Regions from separate parts of the Triticum aestivum genome. Here region 2 is linked to region 1. The links are chromatin contacts, called in public Hi-C maps. All regions are on one chromosome and are shown on one strand. The core of a region is the stretch at or near the end of the contact, and the rest is flanking DNA. Distances in the headings are between cores, read along the strand shown. Region 1 has its middle 5.6 kb from the start of LOC123114703. Region 2 holds the start of LOC123110832 (mitochondrial substrate carrier family protein ucpB).

Region 1 (5,909 bases), core at 933-3,432:
GCGCGTCGGCCGGTGGCCGTGGCTGGGCCTGGGATGGCCGGAGTCGACGGCGGCGAGCTCGGCTGTGGCTGCCGGAGTTCGGTCTATGCGGGTTAGGCGCTGCAGGGCACTAGGGAGGCTGCGAGCGGGTCCGCGCGACTCGCCAGAGTGCACTGAGTGCAACGGCGAGCTTGGCTGCGGCCTGCAGCGGCTGTGGCCACGACGGCGAGGAGCTGCGGCGGCGATGGCTTCGGCCATGGTGGGGAACGGAGCTACGGCGCGGAGACGAGGGGGAGAAGAGAGGGGAACGGTGGCGATGCTCACGGTGGATCCAGCGAAGGCGTCAGTGGGCTCGGGGAAGCACTGGTGCGGCCGGAGCGTCGTCGGCGATCTCGGACAGCCGGCGATGAAGACGACGAGGGTGGCGATGATGGAGGCCGTCCGGAGGTGCGTGGCTCGACGAGGAGGTGGACGGGGTCGTGGCGGAGCTCGTGGACTCTACGGAGGGGCGAGGGGACGGCGGGGAGCGCGTCGGTGGTGAGCTGCGGCGGCGGTGGTGCTTCGGGTGAGAGAGAGGGAGAAGGGGAAAAGCACGGGAGAGAGGGGGGTGAGGCCAGGGGATCGGGGCGGCACCGAGAAGAAGCGTCGCGGCGTCGCGTTGGCAGGGTAGGCAGGCAGGCGAGCTGGTGGCGTGGTGCTCCGCCCGCGCGCGCGCGTCGGCCACACGCCTGGCCGACTGGCGCCAGGAGGACGACGGCGGTGGTGGGCTGGGCTGGCTTGCTGGCCCAGAGGCGCCAGGTAAGAAGCCCAGGTAAGGTTTTTTTTTTCTGTTTTTCTGTTTTCTAATTTCTCTGACATTTTGTTTTGATTTAGTAATAATACTAAATTAATTTATTACTCTATGCCAATTTTTGCAGGAGCTAATTATATTATTCCAGAGCTCCTTAATAAATGGCATAGTTTTTGGACCATATTTTATATATATAACAATATATATCCAAGGCAAATAATTATCGGATTAATCTAAATGGCCAAAATTAAATATCCATAAGCTCCTAAAAATATTGGTTTGATTTTTATCTCTGTCCAATATTTTCAGAGAGCAACATGAGCATTTTTCTTGGACCCTTTTGGAGAAATTTTTATTTGAGTCATTTTCAAAATGATTCTGAGGGTTCCACCAATCCTCATTTCAAATTTAAATGAAATTTAAACATGATGCACAAATGACTAGCTAGTCTAGGTCATACCAGAACTAGGGATGTGACACCCCGGCGCCGTTTGGCAGCGGGGGCCCGCCGCCACCGCGGCGCAGATGCCGGCGGCAGCGGCGGAGAGGGAGCACCGGAGGGAGGGCTTCTAGGCGGCGGCGCGGTTGCGCCCCCGGAGTCGCCTGGGGAGCGACTCGGGGGGTTGGGGGCGCTTCACGTCCCCAGATAGGAAACTAAAAAAATGCCAATTCTACATGGCTTCTGGCATACCAATGATGGTCATAAGTGCTAACAACTGACAATTTTGTCAAACACACAAGGGCATCTCCAAGGGCATAGTCTATTTCTCCCCTGTGTGTCCGCCCCCACCACAGCCAACGCCACACCTTTTCTATCGGTCCTGTCGGATGGCTCTGGTGGTTTCCCATGTCGTCATCCTTGGTTTTGTCGAAAGGGTGGGGCATGCACCAAGGCTTCAGTTGGATGATGGGAGGCGGCTATATGACGATATGTGCACCCCCCCCCCCCCCCCAAGCAGAAATGAGGTGATGCTCTTGAGTAGGTATGCATATTTAGGATCGATGTGAACGTTTTGTGTTGCAATGGGTATTGTGATGCATATTTAGGATGAATTGATGATGGGTATGATCAACAATGGCCAAGTACCTCCAATATTTCACAATGGTAATAAAAATACGCCAATGTATGATGTTAGGCAACCATCTCAAACCAAGAAGGTGGCGAAGTGAGGAAGTGCATACACCTGGAAGGAAGATATGTTGTTTTGCACGACTTGTTTGCATGTGAGATGAGATGGATCCAATATGTGAAACGGAGCAAAAGAGTTCTAAATATTGGAAGAAAAATCACGACTACTACCATGAGTTCATCAAATCGCAAGCGACCACAATGAGACCACGCTCGCTCATACTGTAGATGGTATGCCATGCAAGAATGAGTCAACATTTTTTGGGGTCCACATACGCAAGTGACAAATAAAAAATCGACATTTTCCCTCTCCTCCCGGGCCGCTCGTGCGAGCGGCTTCGGAGGACCCCAAACCCTATCCTTCAGGCGGCCCGATCTCCCTCCCCCGGCCGCTGCCGCTGCCGGCGCCGGCGGTGGCGGCCACGCCCGACGAGTGATGGAGGCGCTCCCTGACGTGCACTTTCGCGCGGAGGCGGGTCGTCCCCGGGGAGGCGTTGGTGGTGGGTGTCCGGCGGCACGAGTCTCGTCGGGCTTCGCCGGCGCACGGCGGGGATCGTGGAGGAGAGGTGGGCTTTGGTGAGGCTGGCAGCACGACAGTGGAGCAGGGCGGCGCGTCAACGCAACTTGGAGGCAGCGGCGCGAGATCTCGGCCTTGGAGGCGGTGGCGCTATGAAGGCTCGGTCAGGAAGGAGCTCCTGGCGAGTAGTGGGCGGCCGACCTCCTCCTAGCTGGGGCGTGCGTTGGTGCCCTCCCGGCGATGCTGGCGTCCGAGTGGAGCGTGGAGGGCGGGTCAGATCTGTGCCTCTGCTCAGGTTCGATCTGGGCCTGGGGCTAGGGTCGTAGCGTGGGTGTCCCCTGGAGCGGGTGATTCTATCGCGGTGATCCTGGTCCATGCCCGAGGTGCCGGGAGGCTGCTGGCCGGGTTGATGGTGGATGATTGGGCCGCGTTCTCTCTGCTGTGTGTGGTGTCGATGAACCACAGTTGTGCAGCTTCGACGGCGAGGTGCTGCGTTGGCGGCGGTGTGAGGCTACAAGGACGGTGCTGCCCCGGGCCTTGGAGGTGCGGAGATATGCGGCGATACAGATGAAAATCCTGCCCGGTTGCCGGGCCGGCGGCGATGTCTTCCGCGGATGTCATTCCCCTTCTTGGAGGCGTCGCTGAGGTGTTGCTATCTTCCTCGCTTGGTGTTGGGTTGTTGTCTCCGGGCGAAAGCCTTGATTCTGTGCAGGGTCGGCACGATGGCGCGTCCTCGACGTCGTCCCTCTGTTGGGAGCATCGTGTCTGGGGACACGGTCTGGAGGTCCTTCATTGTGCTCCTCCGGTGTTCGCCGCTGTCCATGATGGATCTTCTGCGGCACAATGTACGGTCGTCGCTAGTGATTCCAAGACTGCGCCTTTCTCCGGTCTGATCGAGTCCCACCATACACTTGCCACCTCCTTTAGGCATAAAGGGTGGATGGAGCGTCGACAAGGGAAGCTTGGCAGGAGCTACGGTTCTTCGGAGGTGACCGGCGTAGGTTGAGACGTGGCATGGTTCTTCTGTTTTGGTCAGGCTCTTTTGCGTTGTAGTTGTTTTGTCGTGGTGGCTATCTTTGGACTAGCCAGGTGTGGAGTGTGCGCTATACTTGTTGTTCGCAATGAGTTGTAGTTATTTTGTACTTGAAATTCTCTCTTCTATAAAGCTATGGTACACAATTTGTGTACTTTTAAAAAACAAATAAAAAATCCAAGTGCATTGGGAGTCGGAAGCCATTCGATTTTCGCCACTTTACATTGATCATCATGTTTGTTTTCTTGCTTTATATGTTGAAATATGTTGATCTGTGGTTCATTTGATAGTTGAGCTTGGCGGTGACATTGTACCAACAAATTGACAGGAGGCCATTTACGTTGTCACATTGTTGGATGAAGTTGAACGACACTAGTAAATGGAGTGAACTTGTTAGAGAACTCAAAAGCCCCAACAAGAAGCAAAAAACAAATGATGGCTGAAGCTCCCAGCAATTTATTAGGGCAGATGAAGAGGATGTGACAAGTGGAGGTGCAATTGCACTAGCGATCGACGTGAAAAGAATGAAGGGAAATAAGTGGGAAAATATAATGCAAAGTATGATGGAGGGCAAGCGCAATTTCGGCCTCGTGGGTGGAAATCATTATCAGTGTCAAAACCGGCGGATCGCGGGTAGGGAGTCCCGAGCTGTGGATCTTGGATCAATGGGGAACAAGGGACGAAGGACATGGTGTTTACCCAGGTTCGGACCCTCTCTAAGAGGTAAAACCCTACGCCTGGCTTGATTATATTGAAGGGTATAGGATGATTACAGAGTCGATCTACCATGAGATCATATGAACTAAACCCTAGGCAAGTAGGATGATGGGTGTTGTTCTAGCCTCTACGGTCTAAACCCCGTTGTTTACATAGACACCAGGGGTACTAGGGCTGCACATGGTCGGTTACAAGGAAGGGATAAACATGTTGATTCTTATCTTTTCTGCCTTGGAGGACACACCAAGGCACCAAAGGCTTCCAGTCCGGATACGAAGTCTCTTCACAGTTTAGTCTTCTAGTAGTTCATAGACTTCAAAGAGAGAAGGTGGTCATCAAAGCAAGGAGAGCGACTACCGAGGCTTAGCAAGTTGTACTTGCAAGGATCACTACGGAGTTGAGGGGATGACACTAGCATTATTAATTATGATGCTAAGAAGTAGTTCCACACAATGTGTATCAACATCAATGCCCACCATCAACTTTGATTGATTCAATTTTTTGACTATGTTTGAATTGTTAAGTTGTTTGACTTGTTGAATGGTTTGCGCTTCATATTTATCAGTGAGATGTCTTCAAATAGTTTGGGCCAATTTTTATAGTTGAAATAATGAAAACAGTGAAGATATGAAAAAGGGCCAAATACATGGGTGAGGACAAATGCAGGATGATGCCCTTAGGCATCACTATTTTGGTAGACAAATGAGTTCTATCAGCGGACATGGATGGACATGTCCACAGACAAATGAGGGAGGTCATTTGATGAATCCCCTTGTCCACAGACAAATGAAAAATAGTTAGATGAATGCCCTTAGAAATGAACTAACAGTTCAAACAAAAATATAATTCTCCCAATTTGTAGTAAAATGAGACTCTGTATGTTTTAACGTTATCACATAAACATTGAAACATGTATGCGTACCAAGTTCAAACACACAATATGTAATGTAACAACATTAAGAAAATACTTCTCGAGATATAGTCCATAACTACAAGAAGGTTGACAGTGAGGGGTTGGCAACAATATGCCTAAGAGGATTCAAGACATCATCCCCACCAACGTGCTTCACAAACTCCCCAGGGGTGAGGAAGCTACCATGACAGACATAAACAATCCTCATGCCCTCGTCGTCTTGCCTGTACTTATATAGAAGCCACCGATCTTCTTATCCCCATGCCCTTCTACTTTGGAATACACCACTAGCATGTCCTACATTATGCTCTTCCTTGTGTGATTGGTGCTACTTGTCCTCATTGTAAAGGACCCAAGCGTCCTTGATGGTAGCTACTCTGGCATCACACTATTGGGTGGCCTCCAACTGTTGCCATCATTGAAGGAGGAATCATGTTATTTTTGTTGGTATTTCCAGAGGTCGAACTCCAAGCATGTGTGGATTGAAAAATTACACTTCTGTCAAGACCTGAGAACACAAGGGAAAGATTTGAGTTCCATTGACCGGCAATGTGGTAATAAACAAGGACACTGACTTATGCCCCATTAGGTTGATTATCTATTTTGTTCATTTGCTTTGCAACCTTTCACATCATCCACCACAAGTTATTCCGTATAAGTATCAAGAACATATATTGGAAATTAATCATAATACACAACTCATGCACACAACCATCATCCCTCATAGAAACATCACATGTCTATCAGAACATTGGACATGCATTTATTGTGTTCTTTTTTAAAATAAAATGTATTATTAATTTGATAACATAGTCACTCCAATCTTTGTCC
Region 2 (6,079 bases), core at 655-3,154, 370 kb before region 1:
CCGTGAGGCAGCCTGCTCTCACCATAGCTGGGCCAACTCCTTTCCAAAGCGCTTTGACTCCTTCCTCTGATACAATTTCCCTCATCACTCCAATTGTACTAGTTCTGCTTGTACTCATCTGTGACCTCACCTATAGGATGTGCCCAGATCAAGATCAAGTCCATAAAACTATTTCATACTTTGAATTAAGTATCACGATACCGTACCTTTAAAACCTCCATCGGATTTGTCAATGCAGTTGCTAGGGCACCAGCAACTACTCCGGATGCAAATTTAAAAGCAAAGTTTGTTGAACCAAATGCATAGCTGCAGACATGTTTGCAGGGCTCATACAATCCTAATCGAAGGCCACCATAGATGAGGGATCTAGTCAATGCTGGTGCAAATCCCAGATAGAGTGATCGAGGCCCTTCCCTTTCTACCATTTGTGTAAATATTGCCCCCTGATAGGTTCACTAAAACTATTAAATTTAGCATTAATAGGTGATACATAGATGATGCGACACCTGAGGCTGTGCTTACCATTCCAACTAAGTTTCCTCTTTGCCCAGCAAGCTGCATTTGGAGTCTAATTTTGATAACGTCTGCAAGATGAAAACGATGGTACATATATAAAGGGTTTCTTATTTCTTGGAGAAACAAATATACATAAAAGAGTGGCCATCCTTTTACAGCGTTATCATTTAGCAGTATATCACTAAACAATTCACTGTTATCAATTTACAGTCCAGGTGCTACTTGACAAATATCTCCGAAAATTCACAACAAATCTGGACCATGCGACCTCCTTAGTTTCGGTCAAACCAATATATGTTTAATTTGCTTTGGCTCCACATCCATATGTCCCCTTTTGTTTGCTGATGTTAACCATTATCCACTATGATCCCGACAAAAAGGCTCATTTGTCGCACTCTGTTTTTTTGGTATCAAACCCTACTAAATGTTTGAATGGGGAAATACACCAAGCCAAGAATTTAAAATAAATGCACTGATTAGGAGAAGTAATAAGCATAGACAGCATATAATACATGCATTCCATTCAAATACACGTCTCATTTATATCAACATATAGACCATCATGCATGAGAACAGATATTCCCAAAGCACAGCTTATCATGTGCTATGATGGATGACACTTTTCAACACAGCCTGTTGTGCTGGGAGAACTATACCTTAACCTAATTCAATAAAAAAAAATCTGTTGTTTTACTGACACGGTTATTTCCTACAGGGAATATATCCCAAGCTTCTATCTACTTAAACATAGTTTCCAGTTCCACCACACATACCTATTCATTGCAAATCAGATGTGCTTTTCTTTGGAAAGAGCTGCTAATTTTTCGTTGACACAATAGAAGAGTTTACAAGGTCTTAGGGCACAAAAAGGCGCATCTCGACTCTGCACGGCACTGCGGCTCAATGGAGACAGAGGCCTGCTCTCTTGATGTTATGTGGCGAGCACACGGCATCACCCGGCATTTTGCCTCATCCTTTCAACTTGTCAAGGAACCGGCCTTGGTCATCTCCTTTCTTTTGAAGAGGCGGTGGCGAACGGTAGAATCTGTCGCCCGGCTTCTCAGCCAGCAATGTTTAGAACTGATGGACGCAAGTAAAACTAAGCCTGAAGCCCTGAACTATGACAGATTACCGCAAGGCTAGAACATGGTACTAGCAAATCTGTTCTCCCCATCAAACCCAACCCAATATATAATACTGTTAGTTAACAAAGTAGCGTGCAGGAGCAATTGGCTGACCGAGCAGATGCGTGACGGCGGTGGCGACGGCGACCGCGGCGCCGCTGGTGCCGAACTGGTACAGAGCGTAAGGCGCCGCGCCCCGGGGCGGCGTGCGTGCGTCTCCGGACATCGGCGATGCCATTCCTCTCCGCGCCGGATCCCCCTGGCCTAGTCGCGCGGGACGGAAAAACGAGGGAGACGAAGCGATCAAGCAGATGACGGAGGGAAACAAGATTTGAGCTCGGGACGGAGGGAATCGGGTATATATTCTTCTTGCAATTCCTGCTCCGGTTCTCGTGGGGGAGAGCGGAAGAACTATCGCCTGAATCACCACAGGGCGACAATTAGATTGTGCAATCGGTCTGTGATAAAGATGTAGAAGATTCCTTTCTGTTAGCATCAACAAAGGGCATTTGGTCTAGTGGTATGATTCTCGCTTAGGGTGCGAGAGGTCCCGAGTTCAATTCTCGGAATGCCCCGATTTTTTCTTCTTTACATGTATTATACTCCCTCCGTCCCAAAATACAAGAACGTTTTTTACATTAGTATAGTATCTATTTTCAACCATCTCTTTTGTTTAATAATGGGCCGTGCTACGCGTTGGTCGGTAGATCTTCTAAAAGGATTTGTTGCCTTGCGAGCCGTTTGATACGACACAATCGTGCGCTAGAGCGGTGTCTTTCACCACTGCAATATAGTTGTTGTTGCAGATTCTTTTTGAACCAATGTCTCGTTACATAAATCTTTGCAACATATGTCTTGTTGCAGAAAAACTTTGCAACAATGGTAATGTTGCATAATTTTTTTGTCTTCATCTTTGTACGATGTTTATGGAAGAATGTTTTGTGACATGATTGATGTTACAGAAAATCTTGCAACGGAGAGGAAGTTGCAAAAAAAAGTGCCATTGTGTTCTCGGAATGCCCCGATTTTTTCTTCTTTACATGTATTATACTCCCTCCGTCCCAAAATACAAGAACGTTTTTTACATTAGTATAGTATCTATTTTCAACCATCTCTTTTGTTTAATAATGGGCCGTGCTACGCGTTGGTCGGTAGATCTTCTAAAAGGATTTGTTGCCTTGCAAGCCGTTTGATACGACACAATCGTGCGCTAGAGCGGTGTCTTTCACCACTGCAATATAGTTGTTGTTGCAGATTCTTTTTGAACCAATGTCTCGTTACATAAATCTTTGCAACATATGTCTTGTTGCAGAAAAACTTTGCAACAATGGTAATGTTGCATAATTTTTTTGTCTTCATCTTTGTACGATGTTTATGGAAGAATGTTTTGTGACATGATTGATGTTACAGAAAATCTTGCAACGGAGAGGAAGTTGCAAAAAAAAGTGCCATTGTGTTCGCCACGAAGTCTGCTAGATGGTGGTGACGGAGGATCGGCGCCGCCGCCGGCAAGCTCCATACCTCCGACCATGTAGCCTCACCGCCATCCTCCTCTTTCTTCTGTTTTTTCATCTTTGTCTGTCTCTTACTGTAGGAGCGCCATGCGCTGCTGCCGTCACGGGTCCTTGCTGTGAAGCTTGCCCCCACCCCCGCCGGACCTCGCTGAGCTGAGCCACCGCCGGTCGTAGACGTCCCCGCCTCCTGCCCGCGCACCATCCTCATCGGATCCGGCTGGAAACCTCGCCGCCCTCACCCTCCCAGCCGCGCGAGTCTCGGTCCCCGCCGCTCCCGAACGTCCCAGCACGCCATCCTCGTCGGATCCAATGAGATCCAGCTAGAATCCTCGCTGTCGTCGCCCTCCCAGCCGCACGAGTCCCCGCCTCTGCAGGATCTAACCCCTCTTTGGTGGCGAGTTGCAAACTCTCTTTTCTGAAACAAAGGCTCAGTTGCAGAAAACATGAACACAGAGCGGTTTGCTCTCGACCGTATGATGAAGAGTCAATCCGACGGACACAGAGGCGACAGGCGCTCGCACGCTATCAATCAGCTAAAGGTAAGCGTTTCCCTTAATATTGCGCCAGCCAACATCTTCTTATGGATGGGACTCATTTGTGCCCATTTGATTTGGTGTTTTTATTTTGGATTTCTTTTTTGCAAGGAAAATTGCTTTTTGATATGCATTGGCTTCTTTCATTTTTCCTTCTACCGATGGAACCTTTTTTTTTGCAAGAAAAGGCCATCATGGCTAGCTTTATTCGACTACCTCCGTCTCGGTGAATAAATCATTTGCGTAGTTCTAGGTCGACGATTTAACTATCTAAATATGTATTATATGTGACAAAAAAATATATTTAGAAACTACATCTGCGTAGAAATCTAGTGATACTTTTCATGACATATAACACATATTTAATTTCTCAAATCGATGACCTAGAACTACGCGAATGATTTATCCACCTAGACGGAGGTAGTACTGATGGAACTTGACTGACTCGTTTAACTGTATAGTTCCCTTCGGTGAGAAAACAGTACATCTGCTAACAGGCTCTTCAACCGCGAAGGGGGAGCAAATCTGATCGGAGAAAGGAACATGCCATGCTTGATTCCACAGGTGTATATTAATTTATCATTATTACTAGTATCCTACAAAACTCATAAAATCTGGGAAGCAAAGCCTCCTTCCTGTTTTCTGATGCACTAACTTTTGGCAAACAAATATACTATTTGGGCTATACAATGCAAATTTTCAAGCGAGGCCATCTCACAATCTACTCAAACTGATTGCTGATTCCAAATCCAAAAACTTATACGAAAACCCGCAGACATGGGTTTGTCTGTCACAAGCGAGGTTTGAGTGATGTGCTCCTGTTTCCCTTCACGGCACTAGGGTTGTCCAAAGAATTTGCCAGCGCTCGGAATTTACCATCAACCGCTGAAAACAAAGACTGAGTTATATCGAAATTTACCATCCATTAGGCATCCATAGAAATAAAATTGCAGATATTATGGCCACACCGCCACACTGACTTTATCTCCAGACAATGTATCGCCACCTCATTCAGATATCCAACACATTTTAGTAATTCACACAACCTTGAAAACAGAAGGAAAATAGAAACATTATGATTCTACCATGAATAAACGTGAAAACTGAAACCTGGGAAACGTGCAAAGATAGTGGCACCTAAGTAGTTTTCCAGACAGTCCTATGTAAGGGAAGGATGCATTTTGAACAAACCTTATTAGGTCTTTCTCAGAACAATATCACGCATCAAGCTATCTGGAGCTGTATGACGAGCCATAGGAGAAACGATGTAAGACTTACTACCCCACACGAACTCATGGGCAAGCACACAAAAATATAAGCATAATTTTTTTACCTGGCATGCCCGTGAAATGCTCAAATTGACCCATTGCTTGCCTTATGAACATCTCCAAACCGCTAACAACTGTGGCTCCACATTCTGCAGCTTCCCTAAGAAGTCTTGTCTCTTTCGGTGTGTAGACCGCATCGAAGACAACAGCATAAGATTTAAGCGCTTGCTGCAAAATTATATTATTATTATTATATGAAACTAGAAATGCAGAAAATATTACATTGTAATTCAGACTAGAAAAACAAGGAGATTTAAACCTTGGATAGAGGAGTTTCATTGACATTTGGATGCATTCCTATTGCTGTTGTGTTTGCAAGAATCATCCCTTCCTCCGGATGGTAGTTTTCTAACTCCGTGAGAGTCAAAGCAGGCCCACCGATTAAGTTACCAAGTTCTTGAGCACGTGCTGCAAAGTACAATGAAGGTTACGTTTGAGATACAACACACTCTGAATAATTCAAATGTAACGACAAACTGTATAGCTGCCTAAAAGATGAAGCGGGGTAAGGATACAATATGGAAAATGATCAATATCGATAGCGCAGGATCTAGAGCAAATGCATACCGAAAGTGCGGTTTGCTATTACAACCCTTGCTCCCTTCTCTTTTGCACCGTAAGCAAGTGCTTTCCCTGCACCACCAGCCCCAATAACAACGAAAAGCCTTCCAGCCAGTGGTGACGTGGTAGAATGCGTTGGTTGTGTTGCTGCCAATTTGTTTAACACACACTTAAATGGAAATACTGATCAGCAATAATACAATGGTTCAATATATAGTGGCATGTAGAAACCTCTTATTCCATCTTCAATAGCAGAAATTGCACCGACATAATCAGTATTGTAGCCTACAAGTTTCCCATCAGGTTTTCTAATAATTGTATTAACAGCTCCAATGTCCTGAAGAAAACGGCATACTCCCAAATGTTAATCTGGGTGTCTTAAATGGTTCAACAATCCAATGAATGGAGTAGCAGAAGAAGGGAGGATGAAATTACCCTGGCAATAGGATCAACCTCATCACAGCACCTAACTGCAGCTTCCTTGTGGGGAATTGTACAACTGC

Evidence for each region. Hi-C and Micro-C count contacts between places; a contact is called where the count stands out from the background.
Region 2: a Hi-C map of leaf shows a contact between it and region 1, with 4 times the contacts expected there. The contact joins the promoter of LOC123110832 here to the enhancer-like site in region 1. A contact is called at or near these places in 2 of 5 Hi-C or Micro-C datasets (both in leaf).

What each region holds. Positions count from the first base shown.
Region 1 is chr5B:137,313,889-137,319,797 of IWGSC CS RefSeq v2.1, reverse strand. No RefSeq gene overlaps it. Among protein-coding and RNA genes, the nearest start is that of LOC123114703, 5.6 kb to the right of the region's middle. Within about 2 kb of position 2,182, at least 3 of the 8 cell types and tissues checked have an H3K27ac peak or open chromatin away from gene starts, as enhancers often do. A contact at or near this core is called in leaf, where this site is marked.
Region 2 is chr5B:137,684,216-137,690,294 of IWGSC CS RefSeq v2.1, reverse strand. It overlaps LOC123110832 (mitochondrial substrate carrier family protein ucpB), which reads right to left and starts at 1,904. Exons shown (of 8, transcript XM_044531453.1): 1 at 1,755-1,904; 2 at 523-584; 3 at 207-443; 4 at 1-130. The coding sequence starts at 1,878. TRNAP-AGG (transfer RNA proline (anticodon AGG)) reads left to right here and starts at 2,144; the gene lies at 2,144-2,215. LOC123110831 (bifunctional 3-dehydroquinate dehydratase/shikimate dehydrogenase, chloroplastic) reads right to left here. Exons shown (of 12, transcript XR_006453720.1): 5 at 6,012-6,075; 6 at 5,808-5,913; 7 at 5,583-5,723; 8 at 5,275-5,423; 9 at 5,021-5,183; 10 at 4,825-4,926; 11 at 4,668-4,733; 12 at 4,237-4,572.